Linked DNA regions of Mus musculus: regions 1 and 2 are each linked to region 3. Evidence: chromatin contacts called from public Hi-C and HiChIP or PLAC-seq data. All regions are on one chromosome and are shown on one strand. The core of a region is the stretch at or near the end of the contact, and the rest is flanking DNA. Distances in the headings are between cores, read along the strand shown.

Region 1 (4,971 bases), core at 2,356-4,855, 520 kb after region 3:
AGAATACCGCAGTGAGAGCTGCCCTGAGACACACCTGAAGATTTCCCCCTGGCGCTTCCAACCTCCCAGTCAGCCAAACCTCCAGGCTCAACCGCAATTGAGCTCAAACATACGCTAATCTCCGTGGTCCCAGGAGTACCAGGCCCACATGCCTCAAGATAGAAGCAGGCCCTGTCCACACTCGCCAACTCTAAGACGAAAGGCCCAGTCCTAATACTCCAGAAGAGTTGCAAGGACATGGAGAAAGGTCCCTTGACTTATTTGTCCTCTCCAAATGAGCAGTCTAAACCAGATTCCCTGGGGTCTCTCTCTAGAACCTGCTTGATTTATTGGTTTCTTTCAATGGCCCTGATTCTCCCACCGCAGACTTAATCCCAACCGCGCTGATAAGAGAGTCAGGGTGAATGATGGGGCCTGAACGGTGAAGCAGGACCACACCACTCCTCAACCCTAGAGAGAGGCCCAGCTCCCAACACCTAATGCAGGGGAAGGCAGGGTGCTTTTGAGAGTTAATGGCAGAAAACTTCAATGCTTGCTTAGAATTGGCAAAGCTGCTTCCAGAAGGTCTGAAATGGAAATTTGCAAGGAATTTTTTCATTGCCCAAACCCTTGAAGGTAACCATATCTAAATTCTGGGATTCCCTCCCCACCCCACCCCCTTCTCTTTCTTCACCCATCCAACTCATAGGAAAAGAAAAGAAGTCCTTGGCTTCTTTTCCTGTTCTCTGGGGCGTTCTGTGAATTTTCACCTGAGACACAAAATTCCAGTTTATGTGTTTATTTCAAACGAAGGGTGACTCATACACACAGTGTGTTTAGCCTTCACTTAAAATACACAATGTTAAGGCGGTCATGAGTTGTCCAAGCCCCATACTCTCTGGTAGGGTAACCTTTAAACTCGGAGCGCAAATCTACACCCTTATTGATCTTTCAATCCAGTATCCGCCTCACCATTTGACATTCTAGTCAACCATTAAGAACAATACTGAAACTAAAATCTTAAGCGAGAGGAAGGGGGGGAGATCAAGAGAGATGGAGAATTCTCTTGAACGCCAAGGGTTAAGGTTCTTTTTTTTTTTTATGCAGGAAGTTGTATAGTAAATAACATTAGGTCTGATCTACCTCATTTCCACTTAACTGCTAATCTGCACACAACCCAAGCAAAGAGCGCCCCATCCGCAGAAATGTCTGTTTGAAATGTCTGTTTGAAACCTGGCGGCTCTAGGGTAGAGGATGCCTGCTGGCCAAAGGGGCTATGTCATAGGCGCCAAGGCTAACTCTGAGAAGGGAGACCTGAGCAGATCTCAGGTCTGAGCTAGCTAAGAAAAACCTCCCACCTTCTTTCCTTAAAATAAAAAAAAAAAAAAACAAACAATGTATTTTTGCTGGTTTAGGTGCATAAACATACATCTGGGGAGTGTTAAGAGTCTCCTGTCTCGACCACACAAGGTTGGGTTTCTTTCTTTTTCTCTTCTTTACACACCTCAGAACTCCCCTAAATTTTTCAAGGTGAATGGTTAGGGGGAGGCGGCAACTGGAAACACTCCTACTTAAAAAGAAACTTTGATGTAGCCTAAATCTTTGAGGAGCCTGAAGAAACTCCAGTAGGCCGGAGGAGAAAAGTCGGCCAGGATTGCTGGTAAGTAAACTAAAAGCAAAGACGTAGGAAAATTCTGTGTAGCCGGGAGTCTAAGCAAACCCGACTTCTCTTCAGCTTAAGGCTTTCCTCTCCCTGGACCGTGGCAACCACCAGAGTCTCTTCCTCACACCACCGGTAGGTAGGACGCCTAAAACTCAAATGCACTAGCTTTTGAGGGTGGAGAGCAAAAGGAAATAGAAAGAAATGCACGTATTTGGGCCTTTTCTGAAAATATAAATGGAGAAACAAAACGCAAGGCTCTGGCGAAAGACCCCTTCACCGGCTAACAAGAAGCTGGAAGTCCTTCGGGGGAGCCCAGTTCCAGGCCGGCCTGGCCCGCACTGCTGCCCGGCCTGAAAGGCTCGGCGCCTGCAGGCAGCGCTTGAGATTTCTCCCTGGCTGCAAAATCTACAACCTCGTGTGGACCAGGACTGCATTTCGGCGCTTGCCAGGTGAGTGTGCCTGGCCCCAAGGACACCGGCAAAGAGAGGTGCCTGCTACGTGCGCTCTTTTATTTAAAAAAGAAAAAAAGAAGAACTCTCCCAACCAGCGACACTGCTTCCTCGCCCATTTCCGGGCCCCCGATACTTTTTTTAAATGAACTAGTAACACACTTAGGAGCTTTGGCTTGCTCTGCCCAGCCAGGGTCTCTGGCGGTCTCGTGGACCCAGGAAAACAAACGCGGATCCAAAAGGTTCCAGCGCCAAGGTGGACTCACCGTGGTGGGTCGGAGGATACCTCTGCACCGTAGCCCTGACGGAGTTTCCGTAGTAGGACGGGACGTGGTTGCCTTGACCATCGATGTTAAAAAGTACGTCCACCTCTTCCGTCAGCGGATACTGAGCTTCCATGTACGAATGGCCGAGGCCCGGGTGGTGCGTGTCTGGGTGCTGACCGTTGAGGACCGCGGGGTGATGGTGGCTCACCCAGCGCGGCTGGTCCGCAGTCACCTCCATGTCCTCGGCTGTGCTCGCGCCCTCTCGCCCGGCCCGGAACCCTCGCGGGTAGAGGGAGGGCTGTCGGCCTGGGAGGTCCGCGGACTCCTGCCGTCGGAGGCCCAGGAGAGGGGTCGTTTAATGGTTTGTTTGCAGTTAAGGGTATAGAAAAGGAGAGCAAAAAGGAGGGTTTAGGGAGGAAAGAAAAATCTTTGCGGGATAGTTTAGCAAAAGAAAGGAAGGGAAAGAAGAAAAAGAAAAGAATGAGGGCGATCCCCCCCCCCAAAAAAAAAGCAGACACGGAGGAATAAAGGGGTCAAAAAAAAAAAAAAAAAAAGGAGGGAGAGAGGAATCCGAGTGTGACCACACTGCACACTGATTCCTTGGCGCTCAGAGACGGTTGCTCTTCCGATCACCTGCAAGGGAGAGAAAGAGAGACCTGAATGAGGTGTAAGAACTTTTAACACCTGAAATTCTGGAGGGCACTAGGTCTTCGCAAGCTTCCTGCAGGGCCGACTCACCCGGGACGTGCACACGCACGCGAAGACCCGGAGGGAAAGAAGCCAAGCTCCGCAGCACACCTCCGACAGCCAGGCTCGCAGGAGCCCAGGACTGACTAAGCAATTAAAACTTGGGGACAAGTCCTCCCTGGAGGACACCGGCCCCAGGATCTTTCCAACCACTACAAATCCTCCAAAAGGAGAAAGCTGAGCTTTTAGTTTACAAAAAACCAAACAAACAAACCCCCAAACACACACACACAAACAGTCCCTCCAAGAGGAGGGAGTGATATCAAACTTAAAAAAAAAAAAAAAGTCACAAGTCACAATACCAACCTGAGTAGCAAGGAGCGTAGAGGAGGAGGAGGAGGCGTGTGACCTGCCCGGTCAGATTGCGTAGCTCTCTATGTCTCGCTCTCTCAGTCTCTCTCTCTTTCTCCTCTCCCTCTCTCAGTATTTTTTTTTTACAGGGAATGCATTCTTTCTGAAACTATCAAGACGGCGCCAGGCAGCTCAGTGTTCGCAGACAGCTGTGGCGCGACGCAACTTAAGGAGGTTCTAGTGTCATCCGCGCCGAGGGGGAGGAGCCTGGCGCTGGCAGGAGGGGACACGATCCTCAGCACAAGGAAACTGCAACCCAAACCCGCTCCAGGACTTCACCTCCACCCCCATCCCATCCCCCCCACCCACCCCGGCACACCGCCGCCCCTCCTCCCGCCCCTCTACTGACCGGAAAGGGGCGCCGCCAAGGGCCGCCTAGGGCAGAGGGGCCGCGGGCAGGGTGGGCGAGGCCCGCCCGGGCTTGGGGCAGAGGGGACAGGCAGGAGGGAATTCGCTCTCTGGCCCTTTAAATGTAGCAAAGCCGATTCATTCGGGCTCAGTAGATTATTCCGTACGAGTGAAACCCGGCTGCCCCATTCATAAAGCTAATTTCCATAAGCAGACTTTTCGATACTTTTTTAAAAATGAGCAAACTTTTAAATTAGGATTCAAGCCAGAACGTTTTTCAGTTTATATCAGCTTAGGGGCTATGTGCATGTAAAACAGATTAGAAAAGTTTCATGGCGAAGTAACTGAAGATTTGCCTCCGAACCAGCTTTCCGGGAGGCTGCTGAATCGCGCGGAGGACCTGGGCTTTGATTCGGACGCCCGCGTTATTGTTATGGTCTCTGCTTGCTTTCCCAAACCTCTCCAGAACGAACAGCGTCAGCTGTTGCAGCTGTCTTTTTCGGATCTAATGATATCATCAATGTGTGCTTTTGACCTTAGTGACAACGCGATGCATAAAAAGCTGGCTTAGCGAGACCTAGGCTCACTGGTCCCCGAAGTACCGTGTACAACTAACTTGATCTTTGCTGCGATAGCCTAACTTTTCTCTTCGCCTAGCTCGGGGTGCTACTTTATTCTGCTTTCACCCGAGGAAAACGGTCCCCTCTATAATATCCAACCCTGACCTCCGGGGTGGACCCAGCCGCAACTTCCCTGGACATTTTGGGTCTCTGGGACAGGGTCTGGTGGGAGGGCCGCAAGCTGACACAGGAGAGAGGCTGGAAGACGCCCAGTAGAGAGGCTGGGCGGACGAGGGCGGGGCCATTTGTAAGGACCAATCATCGGGAGATACCACGACCGGGCCGCAGTCGCCCCGCCCCACGGGCTCCAACCTCTGCGGCCCTGTTCCGTCCTTTGAGTCACTGCATCCCCTAGTGGCGTTGAGGTTTCTGCAGCCTGGGTCCAGAAAACACTGCCCGGATGAGCAAGGTCCGAAAGAGACTTCGGGTGCACCCCAGGGCAGTGTAAGAGGTGTTCCCATTCCACCCTCCAGGGCAGAGAGCTTGGCTTTAGAGGGTTACTGGAACTGAAGGCGTCATCCCCTCTTCATTTCTTTACCCCATAATAT
Region 2 (4,955 bases), core at 2,373-4,872, 690 kb after region 3:
CTCAAACTTTATCTTTTCCCCCCAAAGCAAGTGTTCCCTGGAATCCACAGCTAAACATATATTCCCTCTGTTTTACTCGGTTTACATATACTGCCAGTACCATAAGATAATGAAGTCAGGGTACGAATCATGAGACCCATCAGAAAGGCTTAGTACCTGCTTTCAGTACGACATAGCAGTACCCATACCCAGGGACCAATGCGTCAACATGTGTAGGAGAAACTGTCACCTTAGAAAAATTTATAACTTTGTTACTTGAGGAATTAATAGCAACTTCTGTACTTGTTTTAATTTTTATGTATTTATTTTAGAAAAAGGATCACACACCATCAGCCTACGTGTGTCGATATTCTGACACCCTGGTAGACAGAGCTTGTATTCCACAACCCTCAGCCCAAGCTCAGTTTATAAGTAGTGCTCAATAAACGCTTGTCAGAAACACCAAGAGAACTGATTATAGAATACAAGATGACATAATAGTAACCTGAAGTTACAGAACTCAGTTTTAAAAGAAATTTGTAATTCTCTGTGTGTGTGTGTGTGTGTGTGTGTGTGTGTGTGTGCATACATGTACGTACCCTTTCTCATGGGATGAATTGATTATTTTCATATTCTACTACAGTACTAATGTGCTAACAGACTGGAGAACCCTAACTGTATTTGTATCACACTATGGTGGAGCTAAACCAGTATATACACTCAGGAAACTGTTAGCTAGAAAATGAATGGATAGCCTGCAACCTTGCACTCTAAAACCATCTGTTTAATAAGTAAGCATTTTTAACAAGTCACCAAATCCAAATGGGAAATAATGAATCTTCGAATCATATTCTCATTAAAAAAAAGAGCGAAAAGGAAGAGAAGAAAACTGACTAGAAAAAGATGGGTAATTATAAAAAGTTTCATACTGGACAGTGGCAGCACGTATCTTTAATCCCAGCATTCAGGAGGCAGAGACAAGCAGATCTCTGTGAATTCAAGGACAGCCTGGTCTACAGAGAGAGTTACAGGACAGCCTGGGATATGAAAAAACCACCACCAAAAAAAACAAAAAACAAAAACCAACCAACCAAACAAACAAACAAACAAAAAAAACCCCAAAACTCTGTCTCAAAAAAACAAAAGAAAAGGCCAGGGAATGGAGGGGAAAGGGTTCATGATAAATGTGATGGCCCACACCTTTAATCCCAGCACTCATGAGGCAGAGGCAGGCGTCTGGTCTACATACTGAGCTCTAGGATAACCAGGGCTATGAAGAGAGACCATGTCTCAAACATAAACATAAAATAAAATGGGGGGCGGGGGGAGGAGGGAAGAGAGGAGAGAGAGGGGAATGAAGAGGTTCTCAGTAAAGCACAATGAGTTCTTGGACACTTTGGAATGCTTGAATCCATGAACTACCTGGCATGGAAGGTAACTATGTATTCAGGGGATATTTTCAGAACCCAAAAGGTATACATCTGCCTTTAGTTCAGGAACTAGGTAACAAAATATAATCTATCTTAAACATAATAGTAACAATATACTGAAGGTCAATGGAGAAGGGGCTTGAAGGTAAGGAAGCAACAGCTAGACGATCATTCTACCACCACACACGTTAAATCAAGCACTCAAAAAGATGTGCATTTTAGGAATTCATTCACTAAGTCTTTTGTGGACTACCCATTAATTTACTAGCCAACTGTTTCCTATTTGGAACAACCCTAGGGTGACACAAATCAGGATGCTCCAATCAGTTAGCACAGTAGGTACTAGAGTAATACAAATACAATCAAGGGTGCTCCAATCAGCACATTAGGTACTTACGCAGAATATGAATATAATCAATTTATCTTCTGGGTCAGGGTACACATATACACAAACAATTACAAAATAAGATAAATAGGATCTGATTTGTTGGGGTTTCATTATTTTGTTAGGAATGGCATTTGGAGTCTTGAAGGTATGGCGAATCTATAGGCCCTCACTTTAAAAGTAGGAACCACTGTAGCAGAACAAATTACTCTATAAAACACTTCATTTAGTTATCCAACTTGCCACCTTAAACGTCATATCTTGGAATTTAAATGAACGTTATAATCCCCGCCCCCCCCCACACACACACACACTCATACATCAGTAAAAATCACACATCTATAAAATGATCTGTACCTTCTACAAATCATTAAATACCACCGGGTAAAGACACTACTGGGCATTCACTTAAAAGTCAATACACTGTCCCCAGATTCTATGTCTCAAGTTCCTCCCGTGGGGCTGGCTTCTAGTTGTGGGGACATCCCATAAGTAGTTTCAAGAGGGAAACTGGGTATTACTTGGCCACCAGGATTCAGCCCTAGTTTCAACTGCAGTCCTCCATGTGGGACCGTCCCCACTCTCCTAGAACACACCTGAAAGGGCTGGAGCCCTGAAGAGGGGCAACACGGAGGACTGTGCTATCTTTACTCACTCCCAAAACATACACAGGAGCCTTTAATCTCATTAAAGAGACATGAACCAGAAAAAAAAAAGTTAATACATACTGCGACACTGAGTACCCGGAAAACCTCCCAAATTACCGAGTGATGCTTCCCATCACACTTAGATCAACACTAACAGAAGAGCATAGAGGAAGGACGCCGTGCGTAACTGAGATGCTTATTGAAAGGTATTCAGCGAAATCGACAAAACCTGCCTTGAAAAGTAGTAGGCGAAGTCTGTGAAACGAACAGATAGAGAGGGGAGAAAAAAAAAAAAAAAAGGCAGCGACCCTGACTGAGCGGAGCTGTCAACGAGTCTATTTGGGAGCTCAGGAATGGCCAGCCTTGTAAGAAACGGCCGGTAGACGGAGCGCCTGTGACAACTAGTTGTAGTAGTTTGCGAGCAAGGGAGGCAAAAGACCAAGGTGAGCGAGGTGGAGAGCATTCTGGGGGTGGCTCTGGCCGCAGCCGACCCGAGACAATGAGAGAGACCGAAGCACTGGTCCAGGAGCAGCATCGGTGAGAGGGTGTGTGGCTGCGAGCCGGGACCCCGCTTCCCTGCCGGTGGCGGGAAGTTAGCGGATGAGGAAGAGGCACCTAAGGGATGACTGGAGTTCGCAGGAGACGGTGGAAGCCCCCCAGACGGTCGGAGTCTGAGAGGATCCCCATGTCGAAGCCGGCTTCGGAACGCCACCCCTGCAGGGGATGCCCAAAGGGGTCCGGAGGGGCAAAGGTGTCACTCGTGACCGGCTTGGGGCAGCCCTCCCGCAACCCAGCCCCAGTACTCACAGAGTTCAGAGTACCGATGGCAGCCCCGGCCCAGCTGCTGCAGATAGCGCTGCAGGACGTCGGTGAGGAGGTGGCAGGCGCTGAGCTGCACCGAGTCCCAGCCCAGCGCCTGGCAGATCTGCGCCACCGAGACCCTCAACAACGACCTAGAGTAACTCTCGCACATCCCGCTGCGTGGACGCCACCGCAGCCCTTCGCTGCCACTGCTCTCCAGCCCTGCCGCCTCGCCTCAGCAGAGCCCCCGATTCATTCTCTGGGGGCCCCGCGGCGGGGAAATCGTCCCCCCTCCGACCCGGAGCGACCACCTCAAAGCCTCAGCAGCACGGAGCGCGCCAGCCTGAGAGCCGCCATTTTGGACTCGCTCCGCCTCCCGCTGGACGGCCGCCGGGGCGAGGCAGTACGAGCAGAAGGCCGAGAGATAGGCGGCCCAGGCTCCGCCCAGTGGGAGGAGAGCGATCGTCTCGGGATCGACTCTAGAGCCTGGACGCCGGCCGGAAGCCGAGTGACTGGGCGCAGGTGGAGTCTGCGCCTCCCTGACAACAGGTGCCGGTGTCTTTCTCTCCCCGCTGATGGAAAAGTAAGAGGTGACCCTCGGTGTGTTCAGGGGCAAACCAGGGAGGCAGTGGAATGTTAAGGACTTAACATCGATAATGTTGATAGAGATTCAAGTGTGAAACTAGAGAATTGGGAATATAAGCTACTCCGCAGAACGCGGATTCGATTGTTTTCCTTTACTTAAATCTAAAAAAGTAAAAACGAAATTAAAAGATGAAAGATAGTATTCAGAATGAAATAGTGGCCACTTGGGAGGTTTGAGTGAAATCCAAGATGTTCACTCAGGAGGCTGAGGCAATCATAAGCTAGAGGCCAACTAGAGTCACCGAAAAACCGAAAAAGACTCCGGCTCTAAAAAAAACAATCAGAGCTAATAAACTCATGTTGTTCATTGTGTCGTTCAATGCTCTTCATAATATGGCTGGTTTTAAGGAAAAATGCCTACGTGTTCAATTAGTGGGAACTGCCCCCCTCTTCCCCAGTAGTGAGCAAGATATTATTTTAGTGCAGTTTATAGCTAGTTCTAGTTTGCGTCTTACTAGTCACAATACGTAGTCTATCCAAGACGTGGAGAATGCAGTTCCCTACAGAGGTCGAATACTCTGTAAATCCTTGAGACTGGTTTTGTCCAGAGAATGCTTGCTTGCCTTTCCCAGGGCTTCTTCCAGCCCTAGTTGCATTTTGCCTGACGGTAACAGAAACTGTGATGAGATGATAAATAGGTTTGGTTGAAATAGTGGGTTGTCCCGTCCGTCCATCCCGTCGTCCGCCCCCGCCCGCCCCCCCCCCCCCGTGAGTCTCAATCTTGTTATGTTGCAACATCTGCCCTTAGACTTTTGGGACTGAAGTGAGCCTCCACAGTAACTGGCACTTTGGGCAACTGCTGGTAGACCCTGATTAATAATCCCAGTGCTGGGCAGGCAGAGGGAGGCAGATACCTGAGTTCAAGGCCAGCCTGGTCTACAGAGCTAGTTACAGAACAGGAAAAAAAGTTTCAAATTAAAGCCAAACCAATCCCAGTGACTACTGAGTTAAACCAAACCTACTTCGGCTATATTTAACTACTCCATTTCTTAGTTGTGCCTGCCATATCTACCATTGACTATTCAGTATATAAGTTTATGTGCCCTCTCCAATAAATTGTTTCTAGGC
Region 3 (4,671 bases), core at 1,536-4,035:
GAGAGCAGAGCTCTGAACAATAAGAACGAGTAGCTTGGTAAGCTCCTGTATGTGAGATGGGATGATATAGAGAAAAGCAGAGAGTTGTTTTTAAACTTACCACTTCTGCACTGAAAAGAATATTTACCATAAAGCAATGAGGTTCCAATAAACACAGCAATTACAATGAGTTTTGTCTCACCTTGTGACTGAGAGGACTGTACCCAACAATGCCACCCACCACCGCAATTAATAACTGAGTTTGGGGTTTTCTGTTTGTTTGTTTGTTTGTTTGTTTGTTTTTATGGAGAGGATGAAGCCGTGCAGGGCTCCTAAGCATCTGCTTGCATAACAGGTTTTGAAAAGAATCCACTTAAGTAGGTCAGCTCACACAGAGATTGTCTACCTTCACCATGGATGAAGTAAAATTGGAGACCATTTACCAAAGAATTTTCTTGTGTTTCCTGTATTTATTGGCACTTCCTGGTTTTATGGTGAATACATTTTATTGTTCAGAATGCTACTTCTTTAATGAATCTAAACACAATATGCAATAAACACATTTAAATATGTAACTTTATTGTAAATGAGAAAAACTGAGGCCAGAAAAAACCCCATGATCACTGGAGGTATAAGACATTTCTGATAAGGCTAATGAGTACCCCAGGAGCAATTGTGGACAGGGCACACAATTGCTGCCGTGTTAGGTCTATCAGGCAATCCCATTAAATAGTTCCCTCAAACATTACCAGGGGCAAAATCCATTCTGAAAGAAATTGAGTGCAGAAGTTAAGAAAATGAAACGTTCAACCCCAGAAACCTTAGTGGCTTGGCCCATAACCTGCGCAACAGATCTGTGCTCGCTCTAAAATGTCTCAAGGAGATCCTAACTGATATGTGATATGTTTGCTTTGGAATCGGATGCCTGGAACGGTTAGTGAATGACCTGGAAACCCAGGGAGAAGTTCAGCCTTGCTTATTTGCTTATTTGTTACCTGTGTGCCAGGACTGAAACTTCCCACTCGAAGATTGGTTTTCAAATTAAAAAGTGAGAGTCTGGAAAATGGCTGGGAGGAAAAACATGAAGTCGAGGGAAGCATACTTGCCCTATTTTGATGTTACAAATAAAAGGAGATACATCTGTCTCCCTGCTTGTCCCCCTTAACTTCTAGACAGGGCTTGGAGCTTACAGAAAGCCTCCTTCGTTATAAATTTGCCATCTCAAGCTGCGTCTTTGTCTTTTTTGTTTCCCTGGATTTCACTACCTGAAAGGGTGCATGAGACCAGTTGCTAAGTAAAGCAGCTGTCATTCACCCAACCTCATCACCCTGCCCTCATCTCTCAGATCGGTGTGCATAAGGCAGTGCTGACTCCATTATGAGCCCTTTCCTTTTATTTAGGGAAGAAAAGTCTAGTTACAAACAAAAAGGGAGACCCTGAAAAAGAGACACTCATGCTGAACTTTCTGGCTATGAACCCACAGGGAAAAGGAAGGTCAAAGCATGCCATCACTCAGGTGACAAATATTAATTGAGAAGAACATGTTATCTGTAGGAAACTATCATGAAATAAGCATATGTGAAAGATATTAGTCTTCATGGCTAATGAGACTTAGCCATGAAGAGAACATAGGCCAAAAGAAGAAAAAGAAAAACCACACACGAATACACAACTTAAGTAATAATATAACAATACACGCATGCAGCCAGGTTTGAAAGAAGTTAAGATAACAGAATCCTGAAAGGAAGAGATCAGATGTGAGGTAGCTCACAGGCTGAGGCAGAACAACTATTTCTGATGTAAGAATTTGATTCCTTGACTGGCTGTGCCCAACTCTCCTTGATGCATTTAAAACACTCTCCAAGCAAAACAGAAATGCAGGAAGGAGTTCATGGTCGATGAGAAACGGGCAACAGAAAAAAAAAAACATGAGCAGAGCTTTTAGTTTTGCTGGGTTTCTTTTGGAGTTTTGTTAGTTTGTCGTTGGTTTGGTTTAGAGTTGTTGTTTTTGTTGTTCTCCTCCTCCTCTTCCTCCTCCTCCTTCTATTTGTTTTGTTTTTGTTTCTGTTTTTGTTTTTGTTTTGGGTCTTGATTTACTCCACTGGCAGAATTCTCTAACTTTTAAGGAAGGATGAGGAACAGGGGCTCAGAAGCCTCTGTGTCTATGAAAGAATTACTCTCTGCTTTCTTTGTATCTCAGTCTGATTATTACAGTAACGATCAACTTAACGTCGGTACAGATTCATAAACACTACATTGCGTTACTGGAGACCCACACCGGGCTCAGTTTGGCACGGTCTGTAAGCTCTGTCATGTGCGGCCATTTCAACCCTGCCTCTCTGCAGCTCTACTCTTGTTACTTGCCTTAACGTCATTTAATGTGCTCATTATTCACCTAAAGTATATTTTTCATCATCTGTGCTGACACAAGAGTCCCTTTAACCTGTAGGGCAGCTGGAAACTTCCACTCTCCTTGCTTCTTATCCAAGCATTGCCTGTCCCCAAAGGAGAGGTCTGACTTTCCATGATAAAACAAAGAGGTAGGGGGAAGAAAGGCAAGCCCAGAAAGAGAGGAAAGAAGGAAGGGAAGAAAGAGGAAAGAAGGGAAGAAAGGATCAGAAAGAATGAAAGAAGGGAAGGGGAAAGGGAGGAGAAACAGAGAGAAAGGAAGCAAGCAGAGAGGTGAAACAGGAGGGAGGAGAGAGAAGAGAAAGAAGAAAGAGAAAGAGAAAGAGAAGAAGAGTGTGCACGTATTGTTCTGGGGCTCTGTCTTGGCTTGTCACAACTATTTCACTCAACTGCAATAATAGTGCCATAAAGTTCTAACATCAGTTCCCTCAACAACAAGCCTGCCACCCACACAACTCTGCCACTCAAACGCCTTGCTAGCTTTTCTCGTTAGCTTATTATGATGGGCCTCTTAGTCAAGTCTCAGTTTGACTAACCTATATTGCCACAGGCAACTGGTTAGTCAACTTTCATCTTATTTAACAAAAGCAATGAAGTGGCCCTGAACGATCCTCCTGCCCCCAGTCTCAGCTCTCACAGGTCCTGCCAGACAATCTGGTTAATCAGCTGTATCTGGCATCAGGGGAGCCCCTAGGACCACAGGTCACTGTTTTTTCAGTCCTTCATTATTAAATGACGGGATATGCCCTTGATTGTAATTCAGCATCCAATCCACACAGATATATAGAAAAGAACATATCATTTGGGTGTTCAAATGCACATCTGGAAAAGAGATGCTCTAGGAACTTGTAAGAGAACTGGAGACCAAGGTGAGAATAAAAATTAAAATAATCATAATTAACATGATATATTGCTTACCATAAACCAAGCAGTTCCAAGAATGTTGCCTGTGTTGACTCATCTAATCCCCATTACATTTCAATGAGGTGGGTGCTATAATTAACCCCATTTTACAGAGTAGAACCATTAAGGCAGAGAAAACAGTTAATTGATTTGCCCAGGGTCACACGGCAGTTAAATGGTGTTTCAGAATTGAGACCATGCTTTAGACTTATACTTTATACTCCGTGCTCCACACCAAACAGTAAAGAAACATAGCTTATTTATGTTCTGAAGCACTCCGTGTAATCTGTAAAATCTGATCCAATAAAAACCCTACTAATGAAGTCACAGAAGAAAATTGAATTAAAAAATGTTTTTCTATAATCCACATTATATTCCTGGAATATGAATTCAGGTGTGCAGTTTTCAATCTATAAAGCTTACTTTGAAAAAAATATGCTTCATATGAAAAAAATTCAAGGAAGATTATGGCTGGTTTCCTCATCCACACAGTTAAGATAATAGATGCAGAGCCATACCATTGTTCAATGTGCGGTCCATGATCAATGACCAGTAGCTATTTATAAATACTATTGGATTCCCCTATGGCATGTTCACCATGATCAGACCTAACATTAAGTGTCTCTCCTCACTGCAGAAATCAGTGTTGCCACCCACCCATCTAAGCAAACCACAATGCGACAAAATGATATGCTGATCAGGACTCCTGTTGGGAAATAGCAAACACACAAGGGAGAACTCCCTAGACTTAATAATCAGGTTTCAAAGGAAGTACTTACAAACGATGGGGAAAGTTACTTGAGAAAGATCTGTTAGAGCAGATACAGAGATGGAAACTTGGATAGACACCTTGACTGAGAGAAGAATGCTCCAGCCGCAGAGTTATAATTAGATAAGACACATCCAAATGCAAGGAGGACTCAGGCACTCCACTATACATGGGAAACCACTAGAGCATGTTTCTACCAACTCTCTAACTTCCTGGTTCTCTGTTCCACTCCTCTGACATAAGAAAAAGTAGAGTAAAGAACCAACATATGTGAAGCAAAGGACTTACAGACTTTTATGGGAAGAGTCCTAGACAGAAATAGAGTCAGAGTGCCATGGGTAAGAAGATTAGCTCTTTCGAGAGTTATCAATGCACCGAATATAAAATTACAGCACAAATAATCAATGCTGAACCTGCCCACAATGTTCACATGTTTGGCTTCTGTTGTGCCATTATCAATTGAACAAGTGTATTTATTTTTAATAGCTAAAGATTGAGTCATTGAGTCAGCAGCTTACTCTAAAAATACCCACATGCCTGTATTTATTGCTCCACTCTTCACAGTAACCAAGTTTTAGAATCATCCTTGGTGTCCTTTGACAGATAAATTG

Evidence for each region. Hi-C and Micro-C count contacts between places; a contact is called where the count stands out from the background. HiChIP or PLAC-seq counts read pairs in DNA pulled down with a chosen protein or histone mark.
Region 1: a Hi-C map of Th1 cells shows a contact between it and region 3, with 4 times the contacts expected there. The contact joins the promoter of Gata3 here to the enhancer-like site in region 3. A contact is called at or near these places in 10 of 39 promoter capture datasets (the 3T3-L1 cell line, 3T3-L1-derived adipocytes, the C10 cell line and 6 more), 1 of 15 datasets of contacts at CTCF or cohesin (the NIH/3T3 cell line), 15 of 484 Hi-C or Micro-C datasets (CD8 T cells, the N1E-115 cell line, Th1 cells and 10 more), 25 of 115 datasets of contacts at active chromatin or transcription factors (CD8 T cells, DN3 thymocytes, the SCID.adh cell line and 16 more) and 4 of 9 other capture datasets (adipose tissue, embryonic stem cells, liver and 1 more).
Region 2: an H3K4me3 HiChIP or PLAC-seq map of the SCID.adh cell line shows a contact between it and region 3, with 8 read pairs. The contact joins the promoter of Taf3 here to the enhancer-like site in region 3. A contact is called at or near these places in 5 of 39 promoter capture datasets (the 3T3-L1 cell line, the HPC-7 cell line, embryonic stem cells and 2 more) and 2 of 115 datasets of contacts at active chromatin or transcription factors (the SCID.adh cell line and embryonic limb bud).

The regions. Positions count from the first base shown.
Region 1 is chr2:9,874,995-9,879,965 of GRCm38.p6, forward strand. It overlaps Gata3 (GATA binding protein 3), which reads right to left and starts at 3,606. Exons shown (of 6, transcript NM_008091.3): 1 at 3,411-3,606; 2 at 2,358-2,990. The coding sequence starts at 2,595.
Region 2 is chr2:10,044,987-10,049,941 of GRCm38.p6, forward strand. It overlaps Taf3 (TATA-box binding protein associated factor 3), which reads right to left and starts at 3,623. Exons shown (of 7, transcript NM_027748.3): 1 at 3,249-3,623. The coding sequence starts at 3,414.
Region 3 is chr2:9,357,341-9,362,011 of GRCm38.p6, forward strand. The region is part of intron 1 of Gm13219 (predicted gene 13219); the gene reads left to right. Among named protein-coding and RNA genes, the nearest start is that of Gm13219, 7.4 kb to the left of the region's middle. Within about 2 kb of position 2,786, at least 17 of the 459 cell types and tissues checked have an H3K27ac peak or open chromatin away from gene starts, as enhancers often do. A contact at or near this core is called in the SCID.adh cell line, Th1 cells, Th17 cells and 3 more, where this site is marked.